2 separate regions of the Rattus norvegicus genome follow, and region 1 is linked to region 2. A link is a contact called in public Hi-C data. All regions are on one chromosome and are shown on one strand. The core of a region is the stretch at or near the end of the contact, and the rest is flanking DNA. Distances in the headings are between cores, read along the strand shown. Region 1 holds the start of Tmem250 (transmembrane protein 250). Region 2 has its middle 22 kb from the start of Ubac1.

Region 1 (3,825 bases), core at 1,073-3,572, 97 kb before region 2:
TTCTACCGTGACCACAAGAAGGCCACCTTTCTTGGACTCCTGAGGTAAAGGAGTAACTGTGTTACGGATATAAGAGATCAGAGGTTGAAATTCTGTCACCAAGGTCCAGGGAGGAAGGGGATATAGTGTACAGTTTACCAGTGACACCTGCTACAATATGTTACAACAACTGTTGTCTGAGGTGAGGATGATGTGGAAGGACACACATGCCACATAGCAAATGTCCAGTCATTATCTGGATTTTGGAGTCAAGCCCAACTTAAAAAATTCTTGCCTTGTCAGTAAAATGGCAGCTGAGCTGTTGTCCTTGAAGTGCTTCATATGGATTCAAATGGCCTGTTTCCTCACTCAGATCACAAAAGACAGAAGCTCAAAGTGAGGAAAACATTATTTCAAGTGAGGGTTGCATCCACTTTCAGGCAGCGCAGACAGCAGAGGGCCACTGGGTCCCTGACACCACCCAGCTTTTACTGCCCTGTCAAGCTGGCACCAAAGCAGCTATAGACACAAATGAGCTGGCCTCAGTCCCCCGGGCCCCACACCTGGGCTTGGACTATAATGTTTACCTCCCTCCAACCTCTGTAGGCCTAGAGTCTGGGCTACCAGGTGCGCAGTCCCAGCAGGTGGCGCCAGGCCACTGTCCAGCACTTGACCACAGAGAAGTCCAGGGCAGATAGCAGAGTGGAAGGCGACAGAGAGACTCGAGGCAGATTTTTTATAGCAGGACTGGACTGTGGCAAGCAGAACAATTGGGATTCGGTCCTGTCCTTGGGGATGACCCTGCTGTGGTCAGGCTTCGGGTCCTGAGGGGGTTCCAGAATCACTTCAGTGGTGGTACCCAACACTTCCAAGAAGCAACAGAAAGCAAGAGAGTGGAGGTGACAGGAAGCATCCTTTAGTGAGACGATCTGAGTGCTTTCAGTCTGTGTACAGTGGTCTGAGGTTAGAGGGCTCTCAGCCACGGGGGGCCAAGAGCAGTCAGCAGGGAGAGAGCCACAAAGTCAGAGGTGAAGGGGTCTTACAGGAGGTACAGAGCTGAACAAGTGGAAGGAGACAGAGAGACAGAAAAAGTAGAGAAACTCGACTTTGCCCTGGAATGTGTCACTGAGCCAAGGAGAGAGCTAAAGGAGGGGTGTGTGTTTAGAAAACAGAAGGTCATCATTACTCCAGGGTGATGGAAACTCAGGCCAGGGGAGAGAATGTTTCCTTTTGTTTTGAGATAGGATTACATAGTCCAGGGGCTCCAGCTGACTTCCCAACCAGCTACAGAAGATTTACTGTAAGCATTAGTTCGGTGTGCATACGCATGGTGTGTGTGTAAACATGGAAGTCAGAGGGCAACACACAAGGGCATCGATTTTCATCTTTGTTATCTGGGTACCAAGGATGGAACTCAGATTGTTAATTTCGTGGCAAGTGCCTTCACCTACAAAGCCATCTCACTGAACCAAGATGTTTGACATCCTCTCACTAAGTAGACCTGACTGGCATAGAACTACCAAGATCTGCCTGCCTCTGCCTCCTGAGTGCTTGGATTAAAACGGTATATAATAACATAAGGCACACTCACTTATTTTTACATCTATTCGTGGGCGGTACAGGCAGGATGTGCACATGCCACAGCCTGCAGGTGCTTTTGGTCTCAAGTGGGCTGGGGCCTCCAAGAGTTCCCTATAGAGTGCAAAGGTGCGTTGCAGCCAGCTCCAGATTCCCCTTTCCTGTCAAGGGTCTGTTCCCCTTCCCTGGGGAGCCTGCATCTGACGCCTGGGCTTCAGTAATCAGGGCGGTCAATGTAGGATAACCCTGTAAAGCTACTTTCTGGTCCATCATGGGATGGACCTACCTTCCCTCCACGCCCTAACAACAAGCACACACATCAACTTTTAGCTGAAACCCACGACACCTGCTCTTAGGAAGCAGGCAAGGACATTTAGGCCGGTGACACACCAGCTTAACACTTTCTTTTGGCGCTTCCAGGATCCTTGTGCTCCACAGTGAGTGCCCCGAAAGTCCGAGATCGCTTCATCTGCAACCGTCTCTGTTCTCTGGGTGCCAGCGGCGCCCGTTGGCACACAGGAAAGTTGAGCTCTACCGCACCACCAGAAAGACAACACCTCGCTCACACCAGAGCGAGAAAGCCCCTCCCACACTCGCGCACGCGCACTGACTTGGAGAAGAACACCCCTCAGCTCCCTTAGAGTCCCCCATTTGCGCCTGCGCAGAATAGGTCAAGCCTTCGGCTGAGACCGCGGACCCTGACGTCATTGACGGCTCGCGGCGCGCGCACGTGAGCGCGCGTGCTCGGATAATGTTGAATTCCTGGATGTTTCGCGCGGGCCCGCGGCCGATGCTGCGAGGCTTCACCGTGTTGGCGCGGGCGGAGGGGGCGTGAGACCGCGCTACGGTGGCCGCCGAGGGACGACACTACGGCTCCCACGCTGGGACAAACGCCTTCGGCCCGGCCCGGGCGCGCCCTCCCCTCCGGGCCAGAATCAGCCGGGGCCAACTGAAGGGCCGCGCGAAGCGACCCATCTACGGCGGCATGTGCCTGCCCTGGCGACGCACCCCCGGGGCACAGGTTCAACCGCAGGCCCGGTCCCCAGCGCCGTCGGCCTGCCGCACGGTTCCGGACACCGGCACCGCCACGGAGAGGGCACCGGGTGAGCGGCCGAGGACGGGCGGGGACCGGCCGCGGACCTAAGGGCCGTCTCCACGGCAACGGCGCCCCGACACCGGAAGTGGCGCCCGCAGAGAACGCGGGCTGAGGGCCGGGGTCGCGCGTCGCCTACCGGGTTGTGAGGGCCGTGTCTCCACATGCCGGGTTAGCGGGCCCTGGAGAGCCGGACCTCCTACTCTGGAGTCCCGTGCGCAGAGACGCGTGACCTGGTGCCGGGCCGCCCCCATGGCGTGCACCTCCACCCGAGTACACCTGCTGCAGAATGCAAACTCCTCCGTGCTGTGTCCAGTGACACGCCTGAATGAGGGCCATTGCCCTGTCTAGCTGGGTAAAACAGAGCTAAACCTCCCCGGCTCGGGACAGGTTTCCTCCCTCTGCGCCTCGGCCGCAGCTACACTGGCGGCCATTTGCTCAGGACCTGCGGCGTGAAGGCAGCTGATGGAGAGGAAGTCGCAAAAGCCTGTTGGCAGTATTGCCCTGTCCTGTTACCAACTTTTTGGTCTCTATTGTCGTATAGTTTGAAATTTAGTTTTTTCTTTCCATCTGCAAATTAACATAGGCAGCTGCAAATGACATTTGCTTGGTGAAACAGGGAACCACATGCCATTTCTCCTCTCTTTGTGTCCCAGTTTGGAGAACTCTGGCACTATGCCCAGCCTAGACAAGCCAGCGATGCTTCTGTGTACAGGCAACTCCGAGGGAAGAGGTCTTGGTGCCTCCATTTACAGAGAAAGAGCAATGGGAGGTGAGGCAGTAACCTGCCAAAATAATGCCAGAGTTCCGGCCCAGCAGGTGACCTTAGGGTCTCACAATGTGGACACCCTGTCTTCATCCCAATCCTTTTGTGATTCTCATGGAGTGTCCTTGTAGGGTGTCATTAGATAAGTCGCTATGGAAGTACTGGGGAGTAATGGGTCAATAGAAAGCAACCAGTGACAGAGTGCATGGGGTCTTCTAGAAGTCGTAAGGAGTGGGCTTAGCTAGGGCACTACTGTCCCCGCACTATCACTGGTAGCCCTTAGAGGGGACTCTCCCCTGGCTGCTGCTGAGAGAAGGGCACTTTCCTTTCTTAGCACTGTGAGGTAGAATGTTAACCTTTGGCCTGCACAGGTTGTGGACTTATGAAGAGAATCATAAGTGCAACCTTG
Region 2 (4,110 bases), core at 1,047-3,546:
CTCATAACCATCTAGAACTTCAGTTCCAGAGGAATCTGATGAAGCCCTCTGTGGGGATCAGGCATGCAGGCAGTGCGAAACTCTCGTGCACATCCAACAAACGAACAAATAAAAAAAACCGAATTATTATAAAAAGAATTTCAGGATGATTTCATACCAAGAGTTGAGGGAAAGCTGGGTCCAGCCACCAGTGCCTGCCTGTGACAGAAAGAAAAAGATCCTTGTTTTATGACTCTGGACACCATGACCCTCAATTTCTCCCTCTATAAACAGAGTAATAACGCTCCCTGCAGGGTAGTCAAGGAAGGAGGGGTGCCTTGTGGCATCCCCCCAAACCCCCTCTCCTGTTTCTCTTTCATTGAAAGCTAAAACATAAGAATGAACCCTCAGTTCCAGGAGGTAGCAAATACCACACTACCCTGCCTTCTCTCTCAGAAACCTTGGTTAGGGCCTCAGGTCTCTCTGGCCTCCAGTCTTCTCCCTTCTACTCCATCCTCAATACTCTGAGGTGAACCTGGCACATCGAGCTGTCTCCAGTCCATTCCTCACTCTGTAGGGATCACAACGAGGTGTCTCTGAGCATTGCCAGTTCATGACAGAGCAGAGAAATAACAGGACCGCCCCTGTTGCTGCTTCAGTCAGACATCTCCATGGAACGGGCCGCCTGCACACGGGTGGGAGGCCTTCAGAGTTGTATGAACTCTCTGAGACTTTGAAGAGTCACAGTGGCTGCCTGAGTGGGGTGTGATGGGCCCTGGAAGTCCCATGGGCATTTAGGATGCCCTGGGTACAGCAGCACTCAGGCACAGTAGTAGTGGGTGATAGTGAGTGCACCTATACAGAAGGCTAGGTTCCCCTGTGCGGTGGTGCACACCTCTAATCCCAGCACTGGGGAGGCAGGGGCAGGCAGATCTCTGGGAGTTTTTGGCCGCCCACTAGGAGCACCAATCCAAGCTAGCTAGGTAGGCATGAGTGGGTTGAGGCCCAAGTGAGACTCTTATAGCACCCTGGGGTTGGGACCTCCCTCCCCCAGCATATGTCAGAAGCTTCCATGGCCCAAAAGGATCTTATCCACAGCCTGGTATTGTGGACAGAGCCTTATATCGCCAGGGTCCCTGAGATACTCAGATATCACATCCGGCATCAGTCCCACCCACCAGCCAGGTTGCGATGGTTTGTACATGCTCGGCCCAGGGAGTGGCACTATTAGAAGGTGTGGCCATGTTGGAGTAGATGTGTCACTGTGGGTATGGGTTTTAAAAACTCATCCTTGCTGTCCGGAAGCCAGTCTTCCACTAGCAGCCTTCATGAAGATGTAGAAACTCTCAGCTCCTCCTGCACCATGCCTGCCTGGGTGCTGCCCTGCTCCTGCCTCGATGGTAATGGACTGAACCTCTGACCTGTAAGCCAGCCCCAATGAAATGTTGTCCTTATAAGACTTGCCATGGTCATGGTGTCTGTTCACAGCAGTAAAACCCTAACTAAGACACTGGTGATTTCCAAAGTCCTTCGATGTTTGTCCACAAGATCAGTCTTCCTGCAGCTGTACAAGGTGAGGAGGTGACGTAGCCACTCTGAGCGATGTGCTTACTGCATTTGTATTTCAGTACAGCCACCAAGCAGATAGCTGTGCGAGGAGACTTTAACTCAGATTTCCACTCAAATGCTAAATTTAGATTTAGTATGACAGCCATTATATGGAAATTAAAGACTCATTGGTTATTTGTGAATATTGGTGTCTGACAGTCCCAAACTGATGCTTGCTGTATCAAGCACTGCCGGGGTGGGTAGAGAGGTGGCTCCACATACCAAGTGGGTAGAGAGCCTCTTCCCAACCCCCAAGGCCAGCTCGCTCTCCCTTGCTCTCCCTTCTTTCTCCCATCGCTCTCTTCTCCTTTCCCCTCTTCCCTCCTCTCCCTCCGTCCTGCACTCAGGGGCAGAGGCCAGTCACAGCAGCTCCTGCTACTCTAGTACACATCATGGGGTCCTCCTTGAAGCTGCTTTTTCTGCTCTCAGGTAGGGCTCAGAGTGGGACCTGTGTAAGTAGCTCACACTAGAGGAGAGAGACCTACTGACTGGGAGTACCTGGCCTAGGAGGAGCCTGGGGGCCTCCTGCAGTCTTCCTGTCCACAGGCCTGCCCACCCTGTGGGGGAAGGGATGATTCCTGGAGCTGCTCCTGCTGCCCCACTGGCCGGCCCACCTCAGCCTCCCCTCCATTTCCCCTCACACCAGATCAGGAGGCCGCTAAGTGCTTGGGCGATCTTATGCCTGCAATAAATCTAATCACTCTGTCCCTCCAGGAAGAGGCGGAGCCTCTGTCTCTAGCTGGACAAGCACTGGCTCTCCACACAGGGCGGCTGCGTTCCCACCACACTTCCTGTAACGGGCATTTGTGCTATTAATAATCAATCTGGTGGGCATTTATCACCTCTTTCTGGGCAGCTCAGTGGCCTCCACAGGGGTTGGCAGGTGCTGGGCCCTGTAGATCTGTGGTACTGGGTGGCCCTGAGAGTTAGTGCCCTCTCTGTGGGTGGCCCACAAAGCAGCCACATACACCTCTGGCCTGGATGGGAGCCCCACCAGCCAAGGTGAAGACTCTCTTGAACGCAGCATCCTGGATTGCCAGGATCAGATGGGGAAGATGCGATGAGATGGCCTGAGCCCAAAGCTGGGGACCGCCACTTGGAGAGATTGTGCAGACCAAGGCTCACATGTGCAAGGCGCGATCCTTACATCCTGCATTACATTTTTCCTGCGTTTAAATAAAGAGATGTATCCAACAGTAGAACACTTGCCTGGCATGCACAAGGGCTTGGGTTTGATTCTCAACACCGCAGAAAAATTCTAACGGCGACGTTGGTGACTATATTTCAGTAACATGCTCTGCTTTTGCTCCCAATAACCCAAGAGTCCAAGGATTCCACCGATTGTCTTAAAGTCGTTTAGTTATGGGCTGTCTGAGGGCAGCCAGTTTAGGGACACAGTCCGTGGAGCTGAGACACTGCCGGCAGCCGCTATGGGTGTGGAGACTGGGTCACAGGTATGAGCTGTCCAGGAGGGTGGTTCACCAAACAGAATTCCAAGGCCTGGACAGAAGCCCACAACTTCTCTATCCCCTCCTCTATTGTCCCCTGCCTCAGGGCTCTTCTTTCTGCTCTCTGTTTCTCTCCCTACCTCATCTCCTACAGAGCTCCTATAACAGATTCCCTGGGTCTTGGGGTACATGGGGTATCAGAACCACTTGACTCAGTGGCTGATACCCAGAAAAGTACATACATGTCAGCTCAGACACATGGGGACCAAAGCACTCAGGACCCTCCCTTGAGGGGGACAGGGTGATGGGTTCCCTCTGGTCAGTGTTCTAAGGCCAGGGGTTCCTCAAAGAGAGCCCAGACAAAGTGTGATGGTCAGGAAAGCAATTCCCCTAAAACACAGAAGGGAGGGTGAAGCCTTCCTGGTTCGTAGCCTTGGGATGGGAAGCTGGGTTTCTGGGTGTCAGCTTAGACCCAGGACTCAGAGAACAAGCCAGGTCCAGATAGGGCCAGTAGATACTAAGGGAGCCCCCAAAGGCTCCAGTCACCCTAGAACAGCCCTATACGTCTCCTGTTCCCTGCCTCCCTAGTTTCTGTGGGCACCACGCACTCCTGTGTTTACCCAGGGCAATTTCAGCTGCGAAGCTGTCAGCGGCAGTCTGCAAACAGCCCCCAACACTGCCTGCCAAGCGCCGCCAGCCGCCAGCTTGCTTCGCAGGCGGTTCGCGCAAGCTGCCCGGCCTGGCACCAGGCTGTTAGCTGGCCTCCCCCAGGAGCTGGCGGCATTCCAAGGTGTCATCCCTTAGTGTCCTCATCAGCTTCTCTCCAGCCACCTTCGCTGCAGCCCCTGGGAACCCCTAGACCAGGAGGAAATGGGGGATTTCAGGGTTCAGTGACACCCCAGGAGTGATTAAGGAACTCTGGGGAGATGGTAACCCTAGAATCCCGCAGGACCCTAGTTAGGGATATACAGTGCCATTGAGACTTGGGTATGGGTCACCCGTGTGGGACCTCATGTCCAGGCAGGGATTGGCTCTGTGTATCACCTGGGGCTGGAGCTCTGACTACCCTCAGGTC

The links. Hi-C and Micro-C count contacts between places; a contact is called where the count stands out from the background.
Region 1: a contact with region 2 is called in a Hi-C map of liver, with 2.8 times the contacts expected there. The contact joins the promoter of Tmem250 here to the enhancer-like site in region 2. A contact is called at or near these places in 12 of 12 Hi-C or Micro-C datasets (the A7r5 cell line, the Rat2 cell line, Schwann cells and 7 more) and 1 of 1 datasets of contacts at active chromatin or transcription factors (oligodendrocytes).

Annotation. Positions count from the first base shown.
Region 1 is chr3:29,362,959-29,366,783 of GRCr8, reverse strand. Tmem250 (transmembrane protein 250) reads left to right here and starts at 2,322. Exons shown (of 2, transcript NM_001126295.1): 1 at 2,322-2,660.
Region 2 is chr3:29,265,822-29,269,931 of GRCr8, reverse strand. No RefSeq gene overlaps it. Among named protein-coding and RNA genes, the nearest start is that of Ubac1, 22 kb to the right of the region's middle. Within about 2 kb of position 2,296, at least 1 of the 93 cell types and tissues checked has an H3K27ac peak or open chromatin away from gene starts, as enhancers often do. A contact at or near this core is called in liver, where this site is marked.